Linked DNA regions of Canis lupus: region 2 is linked to region 1. A link is a contact called in public Hi-C data. All regions are on one chromosome and are shown on one strand. Each heading gives the region's core, a stretch centred on a gene start, on an enhancer-like site or on the middle of the called end of the contact. The rest is flanking DNA. Distances are from core to core; before and after follow the strand shown. Region 1 overlaps ANO10 (anoctamin-10). Region 2 overlaps SNRK (SNF-related serine/threonine-protein kinase).

Region 1 (2,821 bases), core at 129-2,628:
GCACATGTGTGTCCCCTGTTTTAAAACCTGGCTTGGGGGATCCCTGGGTGGCGCAGCGGTTTGGCGCCTGCCTTTGGCCCAGGGCGCGATCCTGGAGACCCGGGATCGAGTCCCACGTCGGGCTCCCGGTGCATGGAGCCTGCTTCTCTCTCTGCCTGTGTCTCTGCCTCTCTCTCTTTCTCTCTCTCTCTCTCTTTCTCTCTGTGACTATCATAAAGAAAGAAAGAAAGAAAAAAATATTAAAACCTGGCTTGGAAAAAAAAAAAAAAAACCTGGCTTGGGGTGCTTTGGGATGGTGTCAAGAAGTCCTAGAGACCAGCAGTGGGCTCAGTGGATGTGCTTGGTGGATGGGGTTGGCAGGCCCTGCGGCCAACTGTAGACGCAGGAGGAGGACACAGAGGCATCCCCTCACCGGCTCAAGTTTTGATGTGAGCAACCAAGTGGTAGTGGCCCCTGACATGGGGTGCATGGGAGAAAAGCTGGTGGCTGGGGTGGGGATGTGGGACTCAGAGGCCGGTGTGTCTGACAGTCATCTGCCTTCACATGTTTTCATCAGATGTTGAAATGAAGCAGGTGCTCTGGAGGGAGAGGTGACATATGTCATGGCCCCAGGAATGCCCAAGGTTCCCCAGGCGCCACTGCCCCTGCATCCACTGCTGTGGGGCTTATGAGAACCCGAAAGCATTGCCAGGCCCAGGGCATTTCATCATTATATTAGAATATGTCCAAAACACTGCTTATTTGAGGGAAACTTTCTTTTAGACGTAACAAATAAAAAATATTGAGGCACCCAGCTGTCTCTGTCAGAAGAGCATGTAACCCTTGATCTTGGGGTTGTGAGTTTGAGCCCCATGCTGGGTATAGAGATTACTAAAAGAAATTAAAAAAAAAAGTTTTTGTGAAATGTCCCACTCTTTACTTTTTTTACCTGAACCGTCAGACCCTTGTTTACTTTTGCCCTGATTCTAGTGACATGACCGAAGACAAGTTGCTTAGCCTCAGCCTGGTCAGTGACACACAGAAAACCTCACTGGTGCTTACAGGGGGTGCACAGGCATAGCTGTGTGTGAGGGAGGCTTCCAGTTCTGCTCCTTCCTGCTCACCAGAGCTAGAGACAGAATCCTCCTGGGGGAGCCCTGTTAAGTCAGAATGGAGGTGAGTAGGGGACCGGTGATGCCAGTGCTCTGTCACCAGGCCTGCATAGCCGAGGCTGGCAAGATTTGGGGGAGCGGGGTGCTGCAGATGCCATTGCTGACCTGAACTGGCCTGAGAACACAGTTCCTATCAGACCTGTTGCCCCAGGACGCCCTGGCCTGTGAAGCTAGCAGCTGACTCCATGGCAGCCACTGAGCTCTGCCCTGAGCCAGCTCCTGGCCAGTGGAGCTTCCAGTAAACAGGAAAAGATGAATGCACAGGCTCTTTTTGTCTGTCAGCCGGGAGCTCCCAGAGCTGTGTCTGGGAGTAGTTGCTGCTTTTGAGGGGAAGGGGTAATAGAGTAGCTGCTAACAGATTTCAGATTGGGCAGGAATGTAATCCACTGGTTGTGGTTTCCTGAGTGCTGTGAATAGAAGGATCCCAGAGCTGATTGTGGGTTCAGCCAGAGAGTCTCTGCGACCAGTCCAGGAGGGGGCAGGGGCCATCTCAGGTCTGTAGAAAGCACTGCAGGTCTCAGGAAGCATTTCTGTGCGTCTCTGCAGGGAAAAATGGGTCCAGTTCTACATCCTTTCTTATGTTCAGCTGTGCATTTGGACAACACACTTAGTGATTAGGCTCCTCCTATAAATATTATTAATAGTGATGCAAGTCAGTCTATGCTTTTTAAAGAGCTATCTGGAGCATGAGTGTTTTAATGAGTCAGGAATTGGGGAAGATTTCATTCTCTTCATTCTGATGCTTTTTGTAGGGAAGAAGTCAGCGCTATTATCCTGCTTGTATTTTTAGTAAGGTTTTAATTTAAGAATCCCTAAAGAAGCCAAGGTATTTTTTGTTTTTTGTTTTTGAAAGGGTTATGTTGCCCCCTTCCCACTACATCTCCCCAGGCAGGGCTGCTAAAAAGCAAAAGAAGTAGGCCCCAGCTACAGACCAACGAGTTCCTGTAGAGGCCTGAGTCTGCATTTAAGAGACTCTCCAGATTCTTAAGTGGCCATAGGACCAAACCGTCAATCAGGGTTCTTTCAGATTAGGAAGTCTGTGCTTCTGGAGTTCATTCTGCCAATGCTCGTCATCTGCCCCGAATAGAGGAGGAAGTGGGGAGCAGACTGGGTTGGGGCCCAGCCCCTTGGCACCTCTGCACCAGGAGGGTGGGGTACTTCTTCACTGAGTTCATGACAGCAGCTGGAGGGGATCTAGATCTGTGAGCAGTGCACAGTATCTGGGTTTCCTGAGAGAAGCTGCCTCAAGACACTGTGGCTTCTGACTCCGTCATTCAGGAGGATTGGCAGAGGTCTGCCCATTTGCACAGGACAGGTCTGGGTGTCACTCGCTGGTCTCAAAACCAGTTTAAGTCTCCCTCTGTGGCAAGCAGGCTGCTGCAGCTTGTTTCTTCTAAACTGCTTGGGTGTTTCTCTGGGCTTGGGCCACAGGTTTGAAGTTCTGCTTCTGCCACTGGCTCAGCATGTCCAGAGAGGAGGGCAGGAGACCCAGGGAGACAAGCCAGGCCTCTGCTGCCCTCAAGCCAGGGTGCTCAGTCCTGCACTGGCAAAAGGTTGGGGAGCACAGGCCTTCCCGCCCACCGTGGGCCCAGTTTTCTGTGGAGGGCACCAAGCTCCAGGAGGCAGATCAGGCCCTGTGGGACCTACCACTGAGGCAAAGGGCTGTAGGC
Region 2 (2,821 bases), core at 111-2,610, 59 kb after region 1:
GAGAGAGAGAGGCAGAGACACAGGCAGAGGGAGAAGCAGGCTCCATGCAGGGAGCCCCATGTGGGACTCGATTCTCCCTGGACTCCAGGATCACGCCCTGAGCCGAAGGCAGGGACCAAACCGCTGAGCCACCCAGGAATCCCCCTGATGATTTTTCAATAAAACATCCCACAAAAGCTAAGTATTTGCCTTTTAAAATTATATCAAGATGACCTTCTTTCAAATCTACCTTTTTAAAAAGAACTAAATGTTCCTTCACATTTTTTCCTTCTAAAAGTAATACATTCTTACAGAAAATCCGGAAAATACAGACTAGAAGTAGAAAGAATAAAAAGGCATCCATAGCCCTACCACTGATGATAAAAACTATCAGTATTTTGGCGATCTTTCTGCAAATATTTACATACAGCTTCTTCTTTATTCTGTTTTACAAAGATGTGATCATTCTATTTATAACTTTATCTACATTCTATAGATAACTTTAACTTTTTGACATAAAAGTTATGTCATAAAAGTCATAAAAGTGACATAAAAAGTCACTTCTAGTCTTTTTTTGCCTGATGTATTACTTTCATTCGTTTTAGTATTTTATTTCTATGATGGAGTTATGAAAGAAATACCTGTACAATATAGGAAAATATACAATTAGAACATATAAACTGGCAAAAAGAGAGAAATTTTTTTCAAAACATCAATTTTTCTACTCTCTGGGACAATCTCTGTTAACAGTTTGGTACACAGCCTTTCCAATTATTTTCTACATGTAATATATGCTCAGACACAACTTTTTAAATAAAATGTAATATATGCAAACATAGGAACAGAAAGAGAAACAGGTCTATAACATTTTAAAAGTAATTCTCTCTACAAAACAAGTCGATACGAATTCACTTTAGAAAATTTGGAAAATGTAGAAAAGCACAATCTGGGGGTAGGGATAGAGAAATCACCTGTAATTTCATCTAAGCTAACCTCTCTTCAGCTATGAATACATATCCTTTATACCTACATTTCTTTACAAAGCTAAGATACTGAATATGAAGTTTGATACTACTTTTTCCTCTACTTTATATAATGAACATTTTCCCATGCACTTGCTTGCATATCAGTATTTTTAATGGCTACATAACAAATATGACATCTTTTAAAACAGCAAAACCACTAAATTAGGCTATTCTAAAGTAGTCACACAAGCACATAACTAGGCTGGACCTAAATGAAACCAGCCAACTAGTCAAAAGTGTTTATAATATGGAAATTCATGTTTGAGAAACAACTCCCAGTATATGTTGCAAGAATATACTGATATCCTCCCAACTAAAGAGAAGCAAACTGAAGTGTACGGGTGTGGCTGGAGAAGAGGAAGGAAGAGTGGGTGGCCCTACACACATTTTGCAAGCTGCTGAAAACATTTGTAGAACCAGCCTCTGTTAAATCTACTGTCAATTTGAAATTCACCCTGTTATTCTTCTCGAAATTCACTTTCAGATTTTCACTGACATCACCACCACTGCAGTGTAGTCTGTGTATCAAACAAATGTCTCCTACTCACATCTTTGGGGAGGACAAAACAGAATACTGAACAAAGGTAGCTCTGCATGCCCAATCCACAGCATGAGAAAGTAGAGGAATGGAACAAAAAGGGCCATGTGTTTTCCTACATTTTATTTGGGATATTATAAATTTCCTCCTAAAATCAGACCACCAATATTTAAAATATGTAAAACCTCTCCCAAAATTAAGTGCTTTTAAAAAAAAATCTGTGCTAATGAATGCTCTCGAGGACTTTTTGCAAAGACACACTAAAACTGCATTTAAGCTTCTTACATATGGAAATATTCTGGTTATCTTTTACAAATACCAAAAATGCAAACTGTAATTTTTACTCATGGAAAATGCTAAACTGCATGCTGATAGAAAAACTAAGTGGAGGAATTAACACTGTCTCAGTGAATACTACCACCCCGATCTTACTGCTGAAATTTCAGATACCATAACAAAAATGGCATAGGATGAAAGGAAGACAGTAGACTAAATCCTCTGAGAATATCAACAACCTCCTGGTCAAGCAAAATAAACACAATCCTACATGCAGTTGCCACTGCTGTTCCCTTTATCCAAAATAAACAATATTCTACATTTCTAGAATAGCACTCCTCTTCCTGGGAGTTACCAATATAAGCCATAAATCAAAGATGAAGAAACCACAAATAGGCCAAGAGGTCCTAAGTTATGGAAGGATCAGAGTTTTTCACTGGATTGGCTGGATATTACAGTGTAGTTATCATATACTATTATGTGGTTATCAGGCTGCACTCACTGGATGGATTCAAGATTGGAAATTACAAATTAAAAGGTTAAATTCTTAAAAAAAAAAAAAGATTTATCTACTCATGAGAGACAGAGAGAGAGAGAGAGAGAGAGAGAGGCAGAGACACAAGCAGAGGGAAAAGCAGGTTCCATGCAGGGAGCCCGAGGCGGGACTCGATCCAGATTCTAGGATCATGCCCTGAGCTGAATGAAGGCAGACGCTCAACAATGAGCCACTCAGGCATCCTGGTTAAATGATTTCTTATGAGAAATGTCCAAATAGGCAAAATTGTACCTCCAAATGTCTAGGAAAGTATTTTCCAAGGGAAGGTAACTTCCTACTCAAGTATATTCTGCAAGTACTCTTCCAAGCACTCAATTTTAATGGACGGGGAGCAACCAAAGTGACCAGGAATGGCAGGCTGAAAGGACTGTTCGGCTCTTCAGACAGCGACTGGGTCACAGATGTAGATCAATCTCATGAAGCGTTGGTTTACATAATCCTTATTTT

What was found. Hi-C and Micro-C count contacts between places; a contact is called where the count stands out from the background.
Region 2: a Hi-C map of blood shows a contact between it and region 1, with 2.3 times the contacts expected there. The contact joins two enhancer-like sites. A contact is called at or near these places in 2 of 9 Hi-C or Micro-C datasets (amygdala and blood).

The regions. Positions count from the first base shown.
Region 1 is chr23:3,088,678-3,091,498 of UU_Cfam_GSD_1.0, forward strand. All of the region lies in intron 11 of ANO10 (anoctamin-10), which reads left to right. Among named protein-coding and RNA genes, the nearest start is that of SNRK, 70 kb to the right of the region's middle. Within about 2 kb of position 1,379, at least 10 of the 20 cell types and tissues checked have an H3K27ac peak or open chromatin away from gene starts, as enhancers often do. A contact at or near this core is called in blood, where this site is marked.
Region 2 is chr23:3,148,026-3,150,846 of UU_Cfam_GSD_1.0, forward strand. All of the region lies in intron 1 of SNRK (SNF-related serine/threonine-protein kinase), which reads right to left. Among named protein-coding and RNA genes, the nearest start is that of SNRK, 11 kb to the right of the region's middle. Within about 2 kb of position 1,361, at least 2 of the 20 cell types and tissues checked have an H3K27ac peak or open chromatin away from gene starts, as enhancers often do. A contact at or near this core is called in blood, where this site is marked.